2 separate regions of the Oryctolagus cuniculus genome follow, and region 2 is linked to region 1. A link is a contact called in public Micro-C data. All regions are on one chromosome and are shown on one strand. The core of a region is the stretch at or near the end of the contact, and the rest is flanking DNA. Distances in the headings are between cores, read along the strand shown. Region 1 has its middle 48 kb from the start of MTPAP. Region 2 overlaps JCAD (junctional cadherin 5 associated).

What was found. Hi-C and Micro-C count contacts between places; a contact is called where the count stands out from the background.
Region 2: a Micro-C map of ear pinna shows a contact between it and region 1, with 5 times the contacts expected there. The contact joins two enhancer-like sites. A contact is called at or near these places in 3 of 6 Hi-C or Micro-C datasets (ear pinna, psoas muscle and an unstated tissue).

Annotation. Positions count from the first base shown.
Region 1 is chr13:100,877,810-100,883,010 of mOryCun1.1, forward strand. No RefSeq gene overlaps it. Among named protein-coding and RNA genes, the nearest start is that of MTPAP, 48 kb to the left of the region's middle. Within about 2 kb of position 2,367, at least 1 of the 8 cell types and tissues checked has an H3K27ac peak or open chromatin away from gene starts, as enhancers often do.
Region 2 is chr13:101,001,045-101,006,128 of mOryCun1.1, forward strand. All of the region lies in intron 1 of JCAD (junctional cadherin 5 associated), which reads left to right. Among named protein-coding and RNA genes, the nearest start is that of JCAD, 36 kb to the left of the region's middle. Within about 2 kb of position 3,362, at least 2 of the 8 cell types and tissues checked have an H3K27ac peak or open chromatin away from gene starts, as enhancers often do.

The DNA of each region.
Region 1 (5,201 bases), core at 1,117-3,616:
TTTCCATTCTACACCCTTGTCTAACAGGTCTGCCTTTCGCGCGATCGCCACAGAATGCACAGCGTGGAGGGTTTTGTTGTTTTTGCCTTTTTTTTTTTTTTCCCCCACAGCACATCCCTTTCTGTTTAAAAATAACTCCAGCTTGATGGAGTAGGATCTTGGCTTCCTTCAAGAAGTCTGCAAGGAGACCGTGGTAATACCAGCAGCGGCCTGTAGAGGGAGCTCGGTGACCTTTTCCTCCGGCTCGCCTGCCCGTCCCTGCTTAGTGCGGGAGATCCTAGAACTCCGTGGTCATCTCTGTGGCTTGGGACCTGTCTGCCTGTGGACAGCCTCGACCCTTCAGCTTCACTCTGTAATGGATCACCAAGCGCCCAGGCGGCTTGGGTCAGTCCTACTCCGTTGCTCTCCCCAAAACGCTGTTGGAAAGTGGATCTTCTGCATGTCAGGCCCCAAGTCACTGAGCCTCAGGCCCCTAGGGAGAGCCCTTGTTCCAGCATCCTCTTAAGATTAGTTGTTTAAATTGCAAAGGCAGTGCATGCTCCTTGTAGACCATCTGGAATATGGGAAATATCTTTGACAACAAAACAAAAAAAAGCTCCCCCCCCCCAACCAACCACCATCAGTGTATTTCCTTGAGGTCGCTTGGTAGAGCACCAAGGCCTGGGCTCCCCAGTCTTGCTCCAAAGATCATGTCTTCCTGCCAAAATCCATGCCCGCTTCCTGAGCCATGTGGAGTTTACGGGCACTGAGTTTAGACAAGTGTCGAAGTTCTAAGAAAGTCAAGTTTATGATAATCCATATGCCGCCTAAATGAATTAAATAAAAGCAAAATAAAGAAATGCTAAGGTATACAGATAAATAAATGAGTTACCTGTGGCGTACTGGCCAGGGGCAAAGGAAAAGAAGCGTTGAAAGCGATGCATTTGCATTTCCCAGGGTGGCTTCTTGTTGCCCAGATGCCTCGAAGCTGAGATCTCCTTGGTGTCACAACACTGAGGAGTAACAGAACCCGCAACAGAGAAGCTAAAACACACCCTGAAAGCAGCATTTTCATTCAAAGAGCACAGATTAGAGGCGTCCTGGACACCGTTGACCTAGCACACTCACTGCTTTGCAAAGAGCCGCGGAGGAAGATGGAGAAACATGCACGCGCTCCCTGGAGAACCCACCCTCTGGTTTGCAATCCCGGAGGCCTGCCGGTCTCCCCCACGAAACACGGGCTCCCAGCAGGAGACGCTCTCCCGCTGTCCGTGCAGGAAGTTTCCCTTCCAACAGGGCTGAGAGGTCGCTGATGCCAAAGCCGGCCGCCCCAGCAAGCCCGAGGGTGAGCAGTTCCTCTGTGTTGCGTGTTCTTTTGGGAATGGGGAACAATGCTGCAGAGAGACCTGACCCAAGACCGAGAAACCCAAGCAAGAATCAAGAGGAGTTAGGAAGAAATAATCTCCCGTGCGTTTGCTGGTGCGTGGGTGCCTGGGTAGGCGTCCGGCAGCTCTGGTCTTTGGTAGGATTCTCAGCCTCCCCAGAGGAGGGGATTATGGGTGATCCATGTCAAAGGCAGCTTCGCGGTTGGGGTCCTTATTGGATGATGAAAAATCTAGAAGAATGGAAGAGGCTGGCCCAGTGTTCTGAGGAAGGTCCTTGGACTCAAGGTTACTTGACCTGCAGGTAGCAAGGCCAGCCCACGGGAGCCGCTTGCTGAATTGAGTGCTGCCTCCCAGTGCTGACTGTACACCCGGGCCTGTGTGCCCAGGTGACTCAGGGGAATACCGCCAGGGCGTCTAGGGTCTGCTTGGGCTGGCCACGGGCAGGAGCACAGAGCTGACAGGGGAGGCGGGAGGAGATGCTGGGGCGAGAAGACCCTTGGCGAGGGCACTGAGGAAGTGGGCCAGGAAGCCCCAAGAACAAAGGAGCTTCCCGAAAGGCCTGCGGACAGCCGGCCGTGTCATCGAAAGAAGGAAAAAAAATCCATTAAGGAATCTCTCCACCCCCAGCTTCACTAAGGCGTAACTGACCACGCATGTGTGCATTCGCAGGGTGTAGGGTGCAGGGAGAGAGGCAAGCTGGCGAGCGTGCCCCTCCCTCACCTCCCACGCTCGCCCCCTCTGTGGGAGAACAGTTAACAGCGATTCTCCTAGCAGCCAGCGCGGTGTTGTTAGCCACGGCCTCCACGCTGCACCAGGGGTCTCCAGGACTCGCTCATCACGCATGCCTGGAACGTGGGACCCTTTCGCCAGTGCCGCCCCAGTCCCTCCTATCCTCGCCATCTTTTCCTCCCAACCCTGACAACCTCCACCGCCCACCCACCCTACCCAGCCTCACTGATTCCTTGACTATCTTTGTAAGATTATTTCTTTACCTGGAAGGCAGAGTGACAGGGAGAGAGAGAGACCTTTCATCTGATGGTTCACTCCCCAGATGACTGCAACAGCTGGGGCATGGCTAGACTTAAGCCAGGAGCCTGGAACTCCATCTGGGTCTCCTATGTGGATGGCAGGTACCCAAGTATTTGGGCCATCATCGGCTGCCTTCCCAGGCGCAGTAGCATGGAGCTAGCGGGGCTGACGCTAGAACCAGAATTCTAATACGCCATGCTGGCCTCTCAAGCAGTGTTTTAAACTGCTGCATCACAACGCCTGCCCTAAATGTCTTTTCCTTTTATTTATTTGAGAGGTAGAGCTACAGACAGAGGGAGAGAGAGAGAGAGAGGTTTTCCATCCACTGCTTCACTCCCCAAATGGCCACAGTGCCCAGAGCTGTGCCGATCCGAAACCAGGAGCCAGGAGCTTCTTCCGAGTCTCCCACGTGGGTGCAGGGGCTCAAGGACTTGAGCCATTTTTCACTGCTTTCCCAGGCCACAGCAGGGAGCTGGGTGGGAAGAGGAGCAGCCAGGACACAAACTGGTTCCCTTATGGGTTGCTGGTGCCACAGGCGGAGGCTTAGCCCACTGTGCCACAGCACCAGCCCCGATGTCTTGTCTTCTGAAATTGCATGTTCTTTTTGCTTCAAATGGCATGAGGTGTATGCTCCTTGTAGAAATACAAAAGGTGAAGCACAAAGACGAGTTACCCATCATCCCGGTGGTATTTGACACTGCCATACTTACTCTTGCACCTAAACAGGCCTATGTATACGTATGATTTTGTACTATCACCTGGATGCATATGTGTTTGCAATAGCAGGACTTACAATAGGACTCTCAATGCATGAGGTTTCATACATTTAGTGTTATTAAAACACAATATTGGGGCAAGTACTGTGGCTCAGTGGGTAAAGCTGCCGCCTTCAGTGCCGGCATCCCATATGGGTGTGGTTTCGAGTCCCAGCTGCTCCACTTCTGACTTAGCTCTCTGCTATGGCCTGGGAAAGCAATGGAAGATGGCCCAAGACCTTAGGCCCCTGCACCCATGTGGGAGACCTAGAAGAAGCTCCTGGCTCTTGGCTCCTGGCTCTTGGCTCCTGGCTTCTGATCAGTGCAACTCTGGCCACTGCAGCCATTGGAGAGTGAACCATCAGATGGAAAACTGCCCCCCCCCCCTTCTGCCTCTCCCTCTCTGTAACACTGCCTTTCAAATAAAGAAATAAATCTTTAAAAAAATCACAGTATTCCCACATGAGATGTATTTTGTGCGACGTAACCTGTGAAACATTCATGTGTAGGTAATTCTGGAAACTGACCCCTTCAGCTCTCCATGGCTGTAGGACTTCATGCAAATGGTTACGTTCTGTTGTGCCTAGGATGGTGATAATGTAATCTCACATAGTTATAGTGCAGATTGGTGTGTGCTGACCACAGAAGTGTTTACAACAATGCCGTGAGGCGGCAATCTTATGATCAATGTATTTTATTACTAGTAGTAGCAGTAGTAGTAATTTCACTTTCCTAATTGTTGGGTATTTAGACACCAGGTTTCTGAGGTTATAAATAATTCATTAGAGGATCCTGGCGGATGCATTTTTTTTTGCATATGCCCCTAAATTGTATCTCACAGTGTAGTCGCTGGGTGTGTATGTTTTAAAGTTCTTGATCCATTTTGCAAATTGTACTCCCAAAAATTTGCACCAACTCACTTTACAGTCAACATTTTCAAAGAATGCCAACTGACACCCGCTGGTGCTAAGGGCTGTCATTTTAAAAATCCACGTGTGAATTGTTCCCTTAATTAGCAGGGATGCTGAGAACTCTTTCCATATGTTTACAGTCAGTTGTAGTAAATCTTTTGTGGGTGCATCCTTTTCTTGTGAATTGAATTAGATGTGTCTAAAAGTAAATGTTATCATTTATTTATGTTTGTTGTGATATGTATATTTTAAATTTTTTGTTTATTTGAGAGAGAGAGAGAGGGAGAGAGAGAGAGAGATCCTATTCATTAGTTCATTCTTCAAGTGCTGGTAACAACCAGGGCTGGGCCACGTCAAAGCCAGGAGCCGGGGACTCCACCCAGGTCTCCCTGTGAATGGCAGGGACCCAGTGACTTGAGCCATCACTGCTGCCTCCCAGGGTCTGCATGAGCAGGGAGCTGGAGCAGAGAGCGGAGCCAGGACTCGAACCCAGGCACTCCACTATGATGTGAAGGTGTCCCATGCAGCAGCTTAACCACTGTGCCAAATACTGTCCCTGGTGTTTGGTCAGATTTTGATATAGATGAGGGTACTTTAAAAATTCATGGAAAGTGGAATTGAAAAACAAGTTTATGTTGGTGCAGAAACCCTTAGAAGCCCACGCGCAGTGCCTTTTCCATGGGTGTTTTGCAGACCCCTCGTATTTTGTATATTTCATGCTCTTTGTGATTTTAAGGCTCTGTTTCTGCCAGTTTGTTTTGAGTTTTCTACTTACAATGTGTGTACACTTGGATAGTTTTCTTCTTATCTTTGGCTGTTCTACCTTCTACTGGAGTGATTTGAGTTGCCTTCATGACCTTCTCTTACTTGTTTTCCTATTGCTTCGTTGGAAGTTACAAATGCCCTTGCCGCCGGATTCTGTCCCGGTTGCCCCTCCTCCAGGCCAGCTCTCTGCTGTGGCCAGGAGTGCAGTGGAGGATGGCCCAAGTGCTTGGGCCCTGCACCCCATGGGAGACCAGGAGAAGCACCTGGCTCCTGGCTTCGCATTGGCGCAGCTCCGGCTGTAGCGGCCATTTGGGGGGTGAACCAACGGAAGGAAGACCTTTCTCTCTGTCTCTCTCACTGTCTAACTCTATCAGTCC
Region 2 (5,084 bases), core at 2,112-4,611, 120 kb after region 1:
TCGGCCTCCGCGGCTGCAGGCGGGGCGGGCAGTGCTGGTCCCCGGCCGGCCCGAGTGGCGGCTGCGGCGGCGGCGGCGCAGGGCGGCGTGAGGGAGCCCTCGGTAAGTCCCGCGTCTGTCGCGCGCCCGCCTTCCGCGGCCCGGGGGGTCCCGACCTTCGGCGCCCGGCGGGCCTCGCCCGCAGCCCGGGGGCGCGCCCCAACTTCTCCAGCCGGGACGCGGTCGGGTCCGAGCCTTCTCCTCAGCCCCGCGGCCGGGAGCGATCCCCAGCGGCCGGCGTCGCCCCACGGGGGTTAGGGGGCGGGGGTCGCTGGCCCGCGGGGCTCCCGGCGCCCCGGAGCCCGGCGCCCGGCCGCTGACAGGAGCCGCGGGGTCGGGACCTGCCCGCGCTCGGAGCGGGGATTAGGCGCTAATCGCGGCGGCCGCCGCCGGCGCCGGGGCCCGTGGGGGCGGGGGCGGGGACCCCCGGGAGCCCCCCGCCCGACACGCGAGCCTCCCACCCGGCGCATCCTGGGGGGCTCGGGCAGGCGATCGGGCGACCCCCGACGTCGGCGCGGCCGCAGCCCGGCTGGTCCCTGCTCTCCCGGGGCACTGGGGCTTTGCGGGGTCTCCTCCTGGGTACCTCGGGCGCCCCTACCCCACGCCCGGCCCCGCCTCGGCTCCTGGGCGGTGGCGTGGGCCGCGCGGACCACACAAGTCGCAGCGTTTCCCTGTCTCCCGCCCTGGCCTGTCTTTTGGGGTTCAGAGAGGGCGGACATCCCCCCGGGGGGTTTGGGCTGAGGGTTGGAGGATGGGGTGGGGGTGAGCAGAGATGATCGGACAGACAGGAGTCAGACAGGAGTCGAAAGTGGCCCTCGCTGTGCCGGTGAAACTTTAGGGGCCGGGTACCTGGTGTCAGGTAGCTTCGGCATCGCCCTGCCTTTGAGACCATGCAGTGAGACAAGGGTGTGTAAGGGTTTTCTGCCAGTGGGGTGCAGAATCTGTTTCATGGGACTTGGGTTACTTTTCAGGTGCAGTTGGGAGTTGGGTGAATTCCTTTGGTTTTTCCCTAATGTAGGATTGGAATTACTTTTTTTTTTTTTTTTTTTAAGATTTATTGTATCGTCCTGCGCCGTGGCTCACTAGTCTAATCCTCCTCCTAGCGGCGCCGGCACACCGGGTTCTAGTCCCGGTCAGGGCACCGGATTCTGTCCCGGTTGCCCCTCTTCCAGGCCAGCTCTCTGCTGCGGCCTGGGAAGGCAGTGGAGGGTGGTCCAAGTGCTTGGGCCCTGCATCCCATGGGAGACCAGTATAAGTACCTGGCTCCTGCCATCGGATCAGCGCGGTGCGCTGGCTGCAGCGCATCGGCTGCGACGGCCAATAGAGGGTGAACCAATGGCAAAGGAAGACCTTTCTCTCTGTCTCTCTCTTTCAGTGTCCACTCTGCTTGTCAAAAAAATTTAAAAAAATGATTTATTGTATTTATTTGAAAGGCAGAGTTACAGAGAAAGAGAGAGAGAGAGAGAGAGAGAGAGAGATCTTTTATCTTTTAGCTCGATCCCCAAATGGCGAAAATGGCCAGGGCTGGGCCAGGCCCAACCCGGGAGCTTCATCGGGGTCTCCCACATGGATGCAGGGGCCCGAGCATTTGGGCCATCTTCTGCTGCTTTCCCAGGCGCATTAGTAGGGAGTTGGATGGGAGTTGGAGCAGCCCGGACTTGAACCGGTGTCCCTATGGGGAGCAGGGGCTGCAGGCAGCTGCTCACCCCTATGCCACCGTGCTGGCCCCTCCCTTACCTTGACATCAGGGCTGTTGGCCACAGCCGCCAGCTGACCCAGCCTCCTAGAGGCCACACTAGGCAGGCAGCCTGGAGCAAACTGTTCTCACTCCCGCCAGCAGTGGGCCAGCAAGCCACAGAGGCGTTGATCTGGGCGGAGGAGGGGGGGATCTCCCACAGCTTGGGAAGGTCAGGCCCCACAGATTCGGGGGGGATTGGGTGCCTGGAGGAAGCCGGTTTGGAGAAGGAAAAGTTGGTCTTTCCACGCCCTCTGGGCAAAACTTAAAGTGTCCACGTGCTCTGAGTGGTCACAGATTCCAGAACTGCCTGGCGTGGTGCTCCCCTGGGGATCCGCGCTAGCCAGGGAAATAGATAAGGACCCGGTTCTGTTTAGGAAAAAAAAGACAAGTAAGAGCATACCCGTGGATCCTGCTGTTTCTGCATACAGCCGCACAGCAGAGCCTAGACCCTAGCCCTGGAAGGTGGGTGGCGAAGGTGGGTGCCCACCTTCTCTGGGTCCTTGCTTGCTGCCCGAGGCCGCTGCTCGGAAGAGCCGTAAACAGCCTTCCCGCCTAATGAGCTTGGCGGGACTCCACGATAATTAATCTGGAGAGAGTGTAGAATGCAGGGAGTTGGGTGGAAACAATTGTCCTGTTGTGGTTTGCTTCTGATAAGCAGGACTCCATCTGTGAGATCTCCCAGGCCAGCGGGGCCCCTCCCTGCCTCTTGGAGCACCTTGTTGGGGGAAGGAAAGGGGTTGGGGGGGATTGGCTTCCCCCAGGAAGACCTGCTGCTGTGCTGGGCTTCAGGAATGCCCAGGGACATTCACCTGCCCCAGAGCCCTCTGCTGCCCGCGGCAGCTCCGCACCTGCAAGGCGTCCTTTCTTCTGTGTGGGAAGAGTTCTTCCTTGGGTCCTGTTAGGAGCAGGCAGCGAGGTGGACTTGAGACAGACTGGAAGGAAGCCAGCCGCTGCCTGTACAGGAAGACTGCTTGGAGAAACAGAAGCCACTGGGCGGCTGCTCCTCACTCCTGGTCACCTCCTGGCACAGTGGGATGCCTGGGAATTTTTTTGCTTAAGCATTGAATTTTGCAGTGTTTTTTTTTAGAAATCGCTTTAAATGACTTCCATGATTAGAACATAGATAAAATGTAAAAACTAGTGTGGAATAATTTAAATTTCAACACTTTGGTAAAGTTTTGGCTCTTTTATTCCCGAGATATTTACAGACCCCCGGAAGCATACATTATGTACATTTAATAGGATATTTAGGGATCTTTCCACGTGGACCTTGGTGTGTATGATAGCAACGGAATAAAATTCCAGCCTGTTGTAACTTTTAAGGCTATTTTTGCAAGTAGCCAAAAATTCCAAAAGATTTAAATAATCTTACCCACTTCCACCCTTTCTGAATGACTCCTAATCTTTTAGGACGTTAATGAGGTACTTAGGAGCTCCTTACAAATGGGGTAAAGTGGCCAGCGCAGTAATTGGGTGACACAGAATTTGGGGTGAAAGGGAGAGAGGGCTTACCAAGAGTCGTTGGGGGAAAGACAGAAAAAAAAAAGAGAGAAGAGAGAGTAAGTTCTCGTGCCGGCTGTTAATCTGTGGTGCCCTGGCCCTGCCCAGTGAGATTAACATCCTGTGACCCTTTGGATCTCAGACCAGAGTTTTCCATCTCATTTTTGTTGGTCATCTTAGACCAACCAACTCGGGGAGGGTCCTGCTCCTGTAAAGCGATTTCTTCGCAGATCCGGGGTGCTGCTCCGTGTCAGTTGCTGGGGGGGCCGGGACCTGAAGCTCCACAGTTCAGTAGAGAGCTGTGGAGTCCTGCCTGTGACAGTCAGGCCCGGGAGGGGAAATGGCAACCCCATTGTTCACCGTCCTGCCGGTTAAAGAAAACAAAAGCTGAGGGAGGCATCCTGAGCGCACAGGGGCACAGGGCGCTCCTGGTCTCCCTTCTGGTTGGTTCTGCGTCTCAGCTGTTCGCCTCTTGTGCAAAGCCGGCACGGTGTTACATATGCATCGTAACATTAGCCCTAAAAGTTGTCAGCGCAAGAACTATGTACGCTGAGCGAGCTGCCAGCAGTCAGAGGGACCAATTACATCGTAAGTATGGAATGCCAGTGATTACAACTGAGGAGTTTGTGGGGTTTCTAGGAGGAGCCCTGTGTAATCGAGACCTCAGGATGCGTGTTGCAGGCTGCCGTTCCGTGCCGTCAGCAGAACATGTGGCCGCAGGCGCACCGCGGCAGTGAGACCCGTGCACCCTACACTGGAACCTTGTAGCTCACCGTTCACGGATCAATTTCCAGTGTTTCTTGCATCATCATAGGAGGTTTCCAGACAGGAAATGTCTTTCCAGAGATGCCCTTTTCCAATCCTACCTGATCGGCTCTGTTTCTAAAAGTTTTTTTTAACTGATGATGAAATATTATGTTAAAGTAGCTTCATAATACATTATGGAAGCAATATATATTTCTTCTAAGGAAGAAATATAACTCAGTAAAGAATATAACTTAGCCAAGTTAATATTAAATATGGCGTAAGAGGATATTTCCAAGAATTTGTGGAAAATGGAGTTAAAAGATACTGATTTCAATGTGAACAATTTTTGAAATAAACAGAGGCATAGTTTTCTTCACAATACACATTTCCATGAACTTTTTGAAGTGTCTAGTATTATAGATAAATTAGGGAATTCTGAGTTGTATATGCTTCATATTCAGTAGATGAAGTGCAGTTGGGATAAAGTACACGAAGTCGCCAATATTTGCCCAATTTGACCTGCAAAATGCCAACTTGATGTGATTTGGCCTAATATGTTTTATGACAGAGTCATAAAATACAGTAAATTGTAAATAAGGAAATTTGTTTAGAAATTTACAGTCCAGTACCACTGTTGATAAATACTTTTACATTTATTTATTTATTTATTTGGGGGGGGGAGTTGGCATCACACTGAGTGACAGCTCTGTGTCCTGTCTTTATTATTTATTTATTTATTTTTGTAAAGATTTGTTTATTTATTTGAAAGAGGTATAGAAAGACGGAGAGATCTTCCATCTGCTGGTTCACTCCCCAAATGGCTGCAAAGGCCAGGGCTGGGCCAGACCAAAGTCACGAGCCAGGAGCTTCTCTGGGTCTCCACGTGGGTGCGGGGGCCCTAGCCCTTGGGCCATCCTCTGCTGCTTTCCCAGGCCATTAGCAGGGAGCTGGACAGGAAGCGAGGAGCGAGGACTTGAACTGGTGCTGGTGTCACAGGCGGCGGCTTTACCGGCTCCGCCACAGCGCCGGCCCCGTCTTTAACATGGTGTCACATTCCCCT